3 separate regions of the Mus musculus genome follow, and regions 2 and 3 are each linked to region 1. The links are chromatin contacts, called in public HiChIP or PLAC-seq and promoter capture Hi-C maps. All regions are on one chromosome and are shown on one strand. Each heading gives the region's core, a stretch centred on a gene start, on an enhancer-like site or on the middle of the called end of the contact. The rest is flanking DNA. Distances are from core to core; before and after follow the strand shown. Region 1 holds the start of Atg14 (autophagy related 14). Region 2 has its middle 43 kb from the start of Naa30. Region 3 holds the start of Otx2os1 (orthodenticle homeobox 2 opposite strand 1).

Region 1 (4,323 bases), core at 555-3,054:
ACAAAGTGAGTTCCAGGATAGCCAGGGCTATACAGAGAAACCCTGTCTCAAACACCCCCCCCCCAAAAAAAAGTGGCAGTCTTCAGCATCTAGATGGTATTGAAATTACAAGAGTAAAAATAGGAAAATGTGGGCTGGAGAGATGGCTCAGCAGTTAAGAGCACTGACTGCTATACCGAAGGTCCTGAGTTCAATTCCCAGCAACCACATGGTGGCTCACAACCATCCATAATGAGATCTGGCACCCTCTTCTGGTGTGTCTGAAGACAGCAACAGTGTACTCATATACATAAAATAAATAAATCTTAAAAATAGGAAAATGTAGAAGCTAAATATTTCATAAGACTCAACAATGAGACATTCCTATCTCCTACTTGTTTTTCTTAAAACAAAACTGGTTTAACTTTTAGAGCTATAACGTACTAAAATCATCATGTGGATCCATAAAACAGCAATGAACTTAAAAAGATGCTGTTACACCAGTATTTTCAGAAGAAAAAGAAATGAGCCCCATTCACAGGAATAATGGGGATTAAAACACCCCCAAAATTTACATGTTACATAGCCTTGCAGTTAAATGCACCCGTATATGGATCCAGGATGTCTGGGTTTTAACTGTTTGGGGCCTTGGAACAAGGCATTTACTACGTACAAGTCTCCTCAAGTAATCGGCTGGCAATAACTTGCATGGGTTGTTGTAAAAAAATAAATGCTTCAAATTTAGGACTAAAAAATTGTTTTATCTGGACATAATAGCACACACACTTTTCCCAGCGCTCAGGAAGCAGAGGCAGAAGGATCTCTCCGAGTTCCAGGCAAGTCTTATTTATATAGTGAGTTCCAGGCCACCCAGAGAGAGCTACATAGTGAGACACTGTCTCAAACAAACATACTAAAAAGTTACCTATTTCGTTATTGTTGAAACAAACGTTAGGAGTAAAAGATTCTTCAGCTAAGCATTCAGTTTTCTAATATCTTAATTCAAAAGAAAGACAAAATATTTCCTTAAACGCAGTTCTTTTAACTAAGGACTTGCAACTCAAAAACACAGTCCAGTATCCCCAGTGACAAAATCAACTTTGGGATTACAGAAGGAAGTAACCTAGTCCTGGTCCTCGTTCACAAAGAGCTGTATCCACCTGTGACACAGACAACCAAGGTTCAAGCCCTCCTAACCAATTTAGTTCTCTGCGGATTCCTTCTGTAAAATGTATTTATGTCTGAAGACGGGAAAAGGTAAAACTACGCTTCTGAATGGGAGAACTAAGACTCCTCTACACAGACTTCTCCAGAAGGACTGTATTTCCTTTCCCCAAGTACCCAAGAGGACCCTAGAGAAACTCTGGTGGGTGGTGGGGAACAGCAACCTACGTTCACCTAGCACCCACCCCCACCCTGCCACTGGCAACAAAGCGCCAGCGCAAAGCAGCTCCATTCTCTTTTCCACACTCGCAGGGCTCCTGGGCCCGGCCTAGGGTGTCCAGCCTCCAGCCTCTGGTGGCTGGGCCAGAGGAATCAGAGAAGCAGAAACAATAGGGCCGTGGCGGCCGCCGTACCTCTCCCGGTCGCGGCCGTCGAAATAGACGAAATCACCGCTCTGGACGCACTTGGCGCAAGTCAACCGCCGGCGAGTGGTGTTGCACAGAGGACACCGCTCAACAGCCACGTAAAGGCCCTCGGCGTCGTCCACCGAGTCCACCAGGTCCCGTGCTAGCGCCCGCGGCCCAAAACCAGGAGCCTCGGGCGTCCAAGATCCCTTCCCACTGGGAGACGCCATGATGATCTGAGCTCAGGGCCAGTCACGTGGGATTTTGTTTTTATCCAGGTGCATCCTGGGCTCGGAGGCGGGGCCTGAAGGCCGGGGCGGGAAAGGGGGCGGTCCAGAGGTTGGGGCTGGAGCTCAGAGGCGGAGAATCTAGGAACCAGGGATCTTCTTGTCCTACTTCCCACACTCCTTGGCGGCTGCGCAGTTCAACCCTTGGAGTGGCGCCAAACGAAGCCTCTACGTTATGCAAAATACAGTAATAAGTGCCCAAGCATTCTCAGTGAAGGTGCGGGAACAGAACAAGGGATTTCATTTCATTCATTAAGGTTACTTTTAGGTTTTGGGCTAAAACTGCAAGGAGCAAGGTTGGGAGAGAGTTGGATCTCAAACTAACTGAAGTTTGACTCACCTTCCTTCTTAAAAGCTGTGGAATTTGAAGAAAATCTTTTAACGCCTCTGCCCGACTTTGTCTTGGTTGGGGATATACTTGCTATACCTCCATAACCAGAGAGGGTTGAGCAAAAACCTCCCATAGCAGGCTAACACTCCCGACATCAGTAAAAACAAACAAACAAACAAACAAACAAACTGAAGATGTAAATCAAAGATAAATGTGGGGTTTTTTTCTTTTCTTTTCTTTTTTTTTTTTTTTTTTGAGACAGGATAGCCCTGGCTGTCCTGGAACTCACTCTGTAGACCAGGCTGACCTCGAACTCAGAAATCTGCCTGCCTCTGCCTCCCAAGTGCTGGGCGCACGCCCGGCGATAAATGTTTTTGAAATCAGCTTTTAATGGATAGTGCTTCTACGTAGCCTCCATTTCCCTCGAGTTCCAGTCCTCCTGTGGCAGCCTCGTGAGCTAACAGATTTCAAGCGTGTAATCACAGAAATCTAGCTGTAAGCACAGCCAGAAAACTGAGTTCTATTGGCTTCTGTCCTTCCCTCTCCTCTGGGTCATGTTCTAAGAGAATTTGAACTCGATAGTTAGGATTTCCTCCTAAGATTCTTCAGAAAGGATTTTCTCTTAGCGCGGGTCGCTTGCGTGTAGCAGCAGCCGCTCCGGTCACCGTCACGAGGGGCGGGCAGCGGCGGGGTCGACAGCTAGTGGGGTGCAGCGCTCGCCAGTGGTCGCGATGAGTTTACCCCTCAATCCCAAGACTTCTCTCAATGGACTGACAGGAAAGCCAGTGATGGTGAAACTTAAGTGGGGCATGGAGTACCTGGTCTCCATGGATGGCTACATGAACATGCAGCTTGCAAATACAGAAGAGTACATAGATGGGGAGCTGTCTGAACATCTAGGTGAAGTTCTAAAAAGGTGTAATAATGTCCTCTACATCAGAGGCATTGAAGAAGAAGAGGAAGATGGGGAAATGAGAGAGTAGCATCTTGGAGGATTTTATATATATTCTATACAATAAAGATTTGGGTGGTTTTTTTTTTTTTTTTCAAAAAAAAAAGATTCTTCAGAAAGAGGAGGTTTATATCAGAAAAAAAATTTTTTTTGATATGCCTCTAAACCATAGAAGGGAACAGAAGTAAAGCCGGAGGTCCAGTTGGACCAATGATTCTCAAGAATGGCTTCATCAGGGTGTCCACTGATAAGGTCTGAACTCTTTCTCCCAAGTCACACTGCCAGCACTCAGAGCTGCCTGCTGGGTACCAACTGATGTTTTCCTCACACTCCACCTTGAGACTGAAGTCTGCCTTAGAAAGGACAGGGTCAGTAGCCATGTAGGGCCTAGAGCCTGGGTTATAGGAGCCAGTTGCCTATAATCAAAAGTTGGTGACTACAACCTGGCTAACTTTGCCCCTTCTCCAGGGTCTGTTTAAATACAATTGGGATTAGAAGAGTAATCAAAAAAAGAAAAATAAAAAAAATCAAGCCAGGGCTACACAGAGAAACCCTGTCTTGAAAAACAAACAACAACAACAAAAAACAAAAAAACAAAAAAATCAAACTCCCTGTATCATTTTCCAAATAGTTTCCCCTAAACTTGAACAGTTTTTGAAAGTTTAAAATTGGCTAGACCATGTTTTTAAAACAAGGCAAAACCCAAACAAAAACAATAACCTTTTAGTGTGTGAATAACTTGGAATATCTGGAGTCATAAGACCCATCCTTCAGAGATACAGAGCTAGAAAGGAATCCAGAAGGAAATATGACAGTGGTTACCTGATTTAGCTCCAGGCCTAATGAGGGAGAAGATCCAAAAGGAGGACCAACCAGAACTCAGGATCATGGATGAGCTGTACAGCTTTTATTAAAGAATAACACAAGCTGGGCGTGATGGCGCATGCCTTTGATCCCGGCACTCAGGAGGCAGAGGCAGGCGGATCTCTGAGTTCGAGGCCAGCCTGGTCTGCAAAGTGAGCTCCAGGACAGCCAGGGCTACACAGAGAAACCCTGTCTTGAAAAACAAAACAAAGGCCGGGCGTGGTGGTGCACGCCTTTAATCCCAGCACTCGGGAGGCAGAGGCAGGCGAATTTCTGAGTTCGAGGCCAGCCTGGTCTACAGAGTGAGTTCCAGGACAGCCAGGGCTATAAAGAGAAACCCTG
Region 2 (4,323 bases), core at 608-3,107, 1.6 Mb after region 1:
AGCCCAGTTTTTACCTCAGAAAAGAATTCATCTCCCCTATTACACCGCAGCGCCCTTCTGCCACACATCATAACAGCGGAGCAGCCCTCTGTCAGGAAGCAATGCCTTCTTGTCTCCCGGACAGGAGGACAGAGTGCGGCATGGACGGTCTGAGTCTTGTACTTTCATGTGAGAAGTGCTTGTAAGGCGGCAGGAGCTCAGGACGGCTTGCCATGAAAACGTTGAGAAACATCAAACGTCAGCCTCTCTGCAGAAAGGTAGGCTCTGGCTTTAGAGCTGATTCTTTTGGCTCTAGCTGAGTCTAACAGTACACAAAGGATAGACAAAAGCCTGCACGCGACTGGCAGTCACCATGGGAGACGCAAAACGATGCTGGTTCACTACGTATGTTCTTGCCGGTGGAAAAGCTGCTGCGCCTGCAGCCAGTTGAAGCTTGGCCTTATTGACGTCTCTAAACTTTTGGAAAACTCTCCAGGGCAGGAGGACGGAACTCTGCTCGGTGAATGTCCGTTTCTGTGCACGATTGATGCTCATTGACAGGGAGGTCTTTATTCTTCAGTTGTCCCTGATCTAATCTTGAGTCTTTTAACACTGAACACCAATTGAGCCGTAGCACCTATATCTCTCCTTCAGTGAGAGATACCAGCCCCACTGCAGTTTTTCAGAGGTTTATGGACTAGCCACATGCCTGTCTGTATTGTTACCGGCCAACCTTTAGACAACCCAGACCAGCCAATTTCTACAATAACATAAAATCTCACAGACAATTATTCTCTTGATTGTCTTTTTCTAATTGTCGTAATAGAGGATAATAACACATAAATGAATCTTAAGAGCTAAGAGCCTCCCAAGTTCAATTTAAACAAATGTTTGTCAACATGCAGAAAATGTCCTAACGCTTAGCCAGAGTAGTAGTACACACCTTCAATCCCAGCACTTAGAGAGGCAGAGGCAGGTGCATCTGTGAGTTCGAGGCCAGTCTGGTCTACATAGTGAGTTCCAGGACAGCCATAGCTATATAGTGAGACACTGTTTCTGAAAAACAAAACAAAACAAACAAACAAACAAAAAACCTAACCAACCAAACAGGACTTTGGAACACTTGAGACTCATCCAACTAGTATCTTTTTCATTTTATGGAAATAAGAAATAAAATTCAGGTTGGCCACATATTCTCTGTAGAATTCTATTGTGCAATCTGGGCTTGTGAGGTGTCAGAAATGTTGTGGAATAAAGTGATTTAGCTACTGTTAGTCACATTTTCATGAGGGATTTAGCCATGCTAGTTCCGTTGTTGGAATTCTTTCTATGATAACATAAAATCTCACAGACTCCTCTCTTGATTGCTTCTTCTAGTTGTCATGATCCAAGGTAATAAAAGGTATGGTAATCAGGAATGGCATGAGAAAGTCTGCATAGCTGTCTTTTCTGACAGGCAGAGATGTGGGAAGAAAGGCATTCCTCTTAACAATTCTTCCACATTGTCAAAGGAAGGTAGGGCTGCTGGCTGCTGGCCGCAGCCCCCCGTGTGATCCTGGGTGTCTCTAAGACGGCTTTCCTGAGCAGGAGGTGCCTAGGAGCAAACTGGAAATTAAAAACAACACAACACAACACAAAACACTAGAAAACTGGCCTCTTGTGTTAGAGCTCTCATTTCAGTTATGGGGTTGGAAGTTATGTCTCTCCTCTGTCTATGTTCACACGAATACACAGCTTTTTAACGTTCACAAAAACACTCTATTCAGAAGTCACCCTTCAAATGTCCTTGAAGGCAGAAAGGCAAACAAATGTGCCATTGTTCACTTGGATGTCACAGGGCACCTCCCAGTGTTTCCTGTAATCTGCTAATACCCCGTGGCAGGTGGAAACAGTACAAAGAATGCCCACAAGAATCGTTTTCCCCATTGGGCAAGACGGAAATGGCACTGGATAAGATTCAAATATCACCTGCGACTGCAAGTACATAAAGACATCAAAGGAGTCTGTGACATTGTGGCAACTGCTCCTATAACTATTACTGTCCCTTAAAATCCATCCCTACGGCTAGTTTCCATAACATAAAAGAGACAGCAAGCAGGATGTGGTGATCCACATACGTCCTAGCAACTCGTTTAGAGTCCGTTTTTATTTTTAAAGCTGCTTGAAAAAAAAATACTATTTGTTTAGTTCATGATCAATCACATGGCTTCTCAGTGTGGCCCTTTACAGCCATCATGAAGCACACACGTGAAAGCTACCAGTGACAGAACAGGAAACTAGTGTCTCTGGAAGATCGACTACCGCAAATAATTTCTGAGGGAATTCAGAACCGGGTAAGGCTCACAGCAAGAACTCAAAGCACTGGTAACTTGAATGTTCCATATAACTGAGTGGATGCACAATTCCATGCTTCTGTACCTTGTTTAAAGGGTAGATGGTTTATAAACTTATAAGACCAATCATTCTGAAGCAACTGAGGCCCCTGTTTCAGTAAAAGCATCAAAAAATAAATAAATAAGACATTAACTTTGGCAGAAGGGAGAGATGGAAGAAGAAAAATAAAACAAAAGAACTCAAAAATGAAAAATATAATCTTGATAAGTGGTTTTCACACTCTCATCCAGAACATGGAGGGTAAGAATACTAGAAGTGGCTCCTTTTAGTGGCAGTATAGAAGCTAATGTTTTCAGCCTATTTCTTTACTAACAGCAAGCAGTTATTGATAAGCCCAAACAGGCAGCTCTTCAGGAAGGAAGAGATGCAGTAAAACAAGCAAAGGGGAATCTGGGGCTTATGGTATGGCCTCCATAACAAAGCCAACACAACTGACCTTAAGTGCTTTCCCTTATTAAATCTGTTATGTTTTAAATGAAAAATGTGAATTAAGGCTGGGGGTGTATTTTGATAATAGAACCCTTGTCTAGCCCATCTAAGGCCTTGGGTTCAACCCTCAATATTGAAAAAGAAAGGAAAGGAATGGAGGAAGAGGAAGATTAAAATAGCCTTAGTTCAATGTCTTGCAGCAAAACACTATGATCAAGGCGTAACATGTGTTCAGAGTCAAAGGCATTAATTAACATTACAATTCTAGGGTGTGTGTGTGTGTGTGTGTGTGTGTGTGTGTGTGTGTGTGTGTGTACCATGGTGTGCAGGGAGAGGTCAGAGGACACCTTCAGGGAACTGATTCTTGCCTGCTGCCTTGTTGAGGCAGGATCTTCCTTTGTTTCTGCTGCTGCTGCTGCAGCACATACTGCAGGAAATTCTCCTAGCTGTGTCCATCTCTCACCTTGCTATAGGAGTGCTGGAGTGTTCTGTACTGGAGAAATGTAAAAGAAAAAGATCTACAACAGAACCTGCGGCACTGGTCTGTGTTAGAAGCTGCATGGCCATGGCTCTCAGGCTTCACCTGCCTTTTTCCCTCTGACTTTTTTTCACAGTTGATAGTCTGTCCTGGATTTACTGTATTGCTACTTAGAAGTTGTACGTGACTAGGCGTATTACCCACATAAGAATAAATGAGGACATAGGTTTGAAAGAAAATAAAACTTGAGACCTGTGATTCATGTAATTTATGTCAAATAGCCCAAAGAGTTGTCTGTGAGCTTTGAAACCTGGGGCTGAGAACATAGCAGAACAGGCCAGGACATGCCCAGGCAGGCCGGTCGTTAAGACATTCCTGAGGCTGCTTGGCCATAAAGATAAAGAGAATGACATGTCAGGACTGGCCCGGTGCCTCCCTATCTCCTGCCCTTCTGACCTAAGTTAAATGTTATCTGCATGTACAGTCTGCTGATGTTTAAATGGACCAATCATGTGAAACCGAGCCAATTCCTCCCCCACCCCCAGCCCCTTTCCTATAAAAACCCCTAGTTTCCAAGCCGAATCCACTGTCTCCTACGTTTCGACCCGGAGCTCCGCCATTAAACTACCTCGTGTTTTTACATCAAGACGGTCTGTTTGTTCGTGATTCTTGGGTGCGTGAGTGGGGGTTTCCCCACTAGGTTCTTTCAGGTTCAAGTGAGTGACAGACTGACTATGCTTTCCTGAATGTTTCTTTTGTCTCAAATTCCTAGGAATCTTGACACTTCCCTGCAAACAAGTTCTCTAATAGTCATACTAGCCTGTGAGTATGTTGGTGCTTGGTATATTTACAGGAATGACAAGTGGAAATTGCCCTGACAATTTATCCAAATGTTCTATCAAATTCATGATTGAGCTGCAGTTGGAAGAGAATCACTAGTGCTCTGTCCTGAAAACTTTTGCTGGGGATAATTTGAATATAAGCATAGTGATTTTAAGGTTACCACAATTGAGATATAGTTCAAATTTCTAACCATTTTCTTG
Region 3 (4,323 bases), core at 689-3,188, 1.1 Mb after region 1:
AAAAAAAACAATTAAAAGAAAACATAAAATGAAGTGGCCAGAGTTGTAAACAGGCTTGTGTCCGTCTACGATACATACAAAGTAGAGGTGGCGACTGAGCTCCTCTAGCGATTTTTATTTTTTAGTAACAGTGGAGGCTGAGTTGGAGCTGAGGAAGGTTCCGCTCTCAGGGAGATTTGCTGAGAAAGCGCCTCTCTGGCAACTTTTTGACGCAAACTCTCCAACCAATGGCAGGGAGAGAATGATTGACACATCTAAGCCAGAGGGAAAATAATAAAAACACACAACAGGGGGAGGAAAACAGGCCGCTGCTGCACGGGGGGAAGAGCAGGCAACAAATCCAGGCCTCCGACACTACCAGAACGTTCTTTAAAACACTGGGCTACGCTTAAAATATACATTATGGGCCCAAGCATGTGAACTAATTGTATAATTAAAATGATGGACAGGAAGGCCTCCCTCTTCGGTCTTTTCTTCTTCCTTTATACTCCTTCTTATCCTCCTTTTCTTTTTTGTTTTTATTTTAGAGAAAGGATACCAAACAACATAAAGCAGGAAAATATTTAAGTCAAAGCTAGGGGAAGGAGGGAGGGGGTAGTACCCCGTTTTCGATTTCCAACGCTAGCAAAGAATGTGTGGGTCAGAGGCAGAACTCAAACCCAGGCACAGGCTTAAAAACAGGGCTATGTTCTCTTGAAGAGGACCAGACGGCGCTGAGGGAAAAATGGGTGAAGATGAACAAGAGTGGAACTGAGCTGTGAACATGCAGTGTAGGCAGAGAGTCACGCAGCTATGGACTGTCTGAAAACTCCAGCGTCCTCACTGGCTGTTCTTTTACCCCTTAGAATAACCCTTGGTCTCTGGAGTTCTGGCTTTCCAGGCATGTTTTTTCAATTTGATAAGCATAGAGCAAGATACAAAAGAAAACGTGAGCTCCCAAATCTACCGCCAAGGCAGATTTCCGGCCAAGGGAGGGGATACCTCAAATCTCTCCAGCTGAGTATGAGGTGACAAAAAGCCCCCAGTAGAAACAGTTTGTGCTTAAGAACAAACGCCTGGTACTTCAGGCCTGGGAGTTACTAGGGATGGAGGCGCCCTACTCAGAGGCCGAAACTCGGGAGCTGGGATGCTGCAGGGTCAACCAACTCAACTTCTTCTGGTCCAGACTGGTTTTTTTTTTTTTTTTTTTTTAAACAAGAATCAGAGTTTTCTAGAAAAGCAGAAACACGCTGGACAGAATATTAGGGGACGGGGCGGGGGGAGGTGAGGGGCAAACGCTACTGCTGAGTGTGTGAATGGAGGCTGGGAGGGGGAGGGGGGGGGAGGATAGCTTTCCCCTCACAACTCCCAATGCAGAAGGAAAAACAAAACAAAACGAAAAAACCCACCCCTCCCTCACTACCTCAGTCACCGCCACCACTGCTAGTGGGCCCAAAGAAACAGCTCGTTGCCTTTAATTTGGGGACCTATGTTAATGAAGTTGGTAATTAATTCGTCGCTTTGTTGTCGGTTCTTATACTGTATGTGTAATCAAATGTGGCCGTCCTTGGGATTTACAGCAATTAGCGAATTACGGGAGTGCGCACGAGGCTGCAAGTTCTCGGCAGCCCGGCTGGGCTCGGCTCCGGCCTAAGGCTGGGCACTCCGCTGCCGCTGCAGACTTGCAGGTGTGTCCTAAGAGCCTTGGGGTCCTGGAGGCTCCGCGAACCCTCGAGCTCCTCCGGGCTTGCCCAGTTCTTCCTGGCTCCTTCGTAGCTGTTCCAGTCCTAAGGAAACTCCTGGCTGTCGCGTTCCCCAGAGCCACGACTTTGTGGGGCCTAGGCTAGGGGGGAGGGTGAGTACGGATCTTTCCTTGTTACCCCGCCCCCACTGTGCAGAAACACCTGGCGACTGTCCCTAAGGCCTTTCATTTAGGAGAGGTAAACAAATGTCCCAGGCAGTTGTCCCGCGTGGCCCGGGCTGTGGGAAGCAGGTCCTGGCTCTTGGTCCGAGCCATCGTGCTTTGTATGATGGAAAGGCAAATCCACGCGAATCTCTTGAAAAAGAGGTTGTTTCCCACCCCGAGAAAAGAGTTCTCCCCGGTTTGATCATAATGATGTTGAAAGCATCAAAGGGCGAGAAAGAAAAGAAAAGAAAAGAAAAGAAAAGAAAAGAAAAGAAAAGAAAAGAAAAGAAAAGAAAAGAAAAGAGAAAAAGGCCATTGTGGATGTAGGGGAGCAAGGCCTTGGGGGCAGTAGAGGTGGGGTGCGGTAACGAAATAGAGCGAGGGCTTGTGAGTCACTCAAAGTAAATGAAAAAATCCGGAGAGAAAGCGATACATCTACAGTAGGGTCCGGAGACATTAGGAACCTCTCAAGGCCCGGGTAAAGGTTTGGGGTGTCATCCTGAGACAACCCAGAGCAACCAAACCTCCCAGAAAAGTCCGGAGTGCTATAGACAGTGGAGGATTTCTGTTAGATACAGCGTGGGAGGGCTTTCCCCTTCAGCGGCTGGCAGCACACAGCCCCCCGCTTCTCCTTTGCCCTCTAGTCTAATAACTTCGCGGAAATACAGGGCCAATAAACCACCAGTTGGAAACGGACAGTGTTAAATAAACAAGGGTCTCTTTAAAATTCTCATCCACTTCAGATGTCTAAAGTAAGATCGTGATGATTTTGTCACGGTTTGGTAAATTTACCCCTTTAAGAGGCTTTTCATAAATCCCAGAACACACCTTCAGCCAGATTTGAATATAGATTTAGGTTTTAAAACCCAGAAGCTGGAAACACTGCTTTATCAAAGAGAATTTCCCTTTAGCTTAGCAGTGTGCTGCAGCTCTCAAAAGATTGGATCTGAAAGAGAGAGAGACACACGCACACGCACATAGGAGGAGAAAGAGAGCCAGAGCCAGAGATGAAGACAAGGGAGGGAAGGGAAAAAAGACTTTTCTTTTTTTTCTTTCTAGAGGAATTCTGCCCAGACTCTCCAGCAGTTGGTAGCAGGCAAGCTTTCTCCTGTGTCGCCTGGAAAAGTTGCAAAATTGCTCTTCACCTGTAAGAACATGCATTTTATCTTCCAGTCTCTTCTTGTCAATTTGGAAATTGCAGACACCCCGGCTCAGGTACGGTTTCCACAAACCCTATTCTAGGTCAGGACAAAAGCCACTGGCTTTGGGAGAAGGGGGGTGGAGAGGGTGGGCTGCTTCACAGAAACCCTTAGAAGCTTGATGGGAGAAAAAGACTCCTTGGATGGAAACATCTCTTGATTTTCAGTAAGTTCTTGAGCCTCCAATATTCTTCCTAGCCATTCATTGTATTTCCTTTATCCAGAGTTTAACTTTTCTCCCATTTAGAAAACAAAAACATTTCCTATGAAACTGACTTAAGATAGCTTGATTGTGGTTTTTTTTTTTTTTCCCAACAATTCTCATTAACTAGTGGGTGGGTCGTAGTGGCTGTGTGTACAATTACTCTGCTAGGCTGATGAGATATGAAGCTTCGGGAAAGTAGCAGCATACAGGCACCAAGTTATTTGTCAAGGCTTGTATGTGATTCCCACATTATGGCTGATATCCATGTTTTGTAATCTGGATTTATGTATATCACTAACTGGGCTGATTTTTCTCCATTCAAAATGCCAAGCTGGTTTAAAATATTCCAAAGTTTCCTCCAAGTTTATTAACTATGGGAGTGGGTGGGGGAGGGGAGAACCATCCCTGGGGTCTTCCAGGCTAATTAAAAAAAAAGAAGAAAACCCATATCCCACAAGAGCACAGTGGGGGTTGGTGGGGGGAGTAGTTAGACTCCCTGGACACTAACTTCCGAAATATGAAGATTAATTTCAAATCTTTTCAGCAATTCAGTGGACAGTGTGGGGAAGAGGGGGTGACCACATTTTGCATGAGAATCATCACCTATTAAAAAGAAGTAATTCTTCACTAGTTTTTTTTTTAAGAAATGACTTTATTTTGAAATTTGCCAAGCTTAATTCTAATCATTTCTTAGTGGGATTTGAGGCAGTGTGGGCAGGGTGGGGGGTGCAAAGCAGACCACTTATGAGTTAAGCGTGGGTCACTCAGTCCCTGTATTTTAGCTGCTTCAGAAAAGAGGGTGAAGGAAAATGAAATCACTTCAAAGATAGGATTGTGCTGTCTTGATAAAAGAGCAGGAGGCAAATTCCAAATTGAAAAAAAAAAAAAAAAAAAGCAAAGAGGAGTAGTAGCACGTTGTTCCGGAATGAACCGGATTAAGACTGTGCGACAAGTGGGAGATGTGAGCTGTGAGACATTTATGAGCTGAGTATGAGCTTGGAGCTATTTGACTGTCCCTGTCCCAGGGAGTGTGA

Evidence for each region. HiChIP or PLAC-seq counts read pairs in DNA pulled down with a chosen protein or histone mark. Capture Hi-C pulls out chosen DNA fragments and counts their contacts.
Region 2: an H3K27ac HiChIP or PLAC-seq map of embryonic stem cells shows a contact between it and region 1, with 4 times the contacts expected there. The contact joins the enhancer-like site here to the promoter of Atg14 in region 1. A contact is called at or near these places in 1 of 39 promoter capture datasets (hippocampal neurons) and 3 of 115 datasets of contacts at active chromatin or transcription factors (astrocytes and embryonic stem cells).
Region 3: a promoter capture Hi-C map of pancreatic islet shows a contact between it and region 1. The contact joins the promoter of Otx2os1 here to the promoter of Atg14 in region 1. A contact is called at or near these places in 3 of 39 promoter capture datasets (embryonic stem cells, hippocampal neurons and stem cell-derived epiblast-like cells) and 1 of 9 other capture datasets (pancreatic islet).

The regions. Positions count from the first base shown.
Region 1 is chr14:47,566,630-47,570,952 of GRCm38.p6, forward strand. It overlaps Atg14 (autophagy related 14), which reads right to left and starts at 1,805. Exons shown (of 10, transcript NM_172599.4): 1 at 1,557-1,805. The coding sequence starts at 1,777. It also overlaps the pseudogene Gm6616.
Region 2 is chr14:49,127,269-49,131,591 of GRCm38.p6, forward strand. No RefSeq gene overlaps it. Among named protein-coding and RNA genes, the nearest start is that of Naa30, 43 kb to the right of the region's middle. Within about 2 kb of position 1,858, at least 10 of the 459 cell types and tissues checked have an H3K27ac peak or open chromatin away from gene starts, as enhancers often do. A contact at or near this core is called in embryonic stem cells, where this site is marked.
Region 3 is chr14:48,667,350-48,671,672 of GRCm38.p6, forward strand. Otx2os1 (orthodenticle homeobox 2 opposite strand 1) reads left to right here and starts at 1,939. Exons shown (of 5, transcript NR_029384.1): 1 at 1,939-2,047; 2 at 2,945-3,100. Otx2 (orthodenticle homeobox 2) reads right to left here and starts at 295. Exons shown (of 5, transcript NM_001286482.1): 1 at 79-295.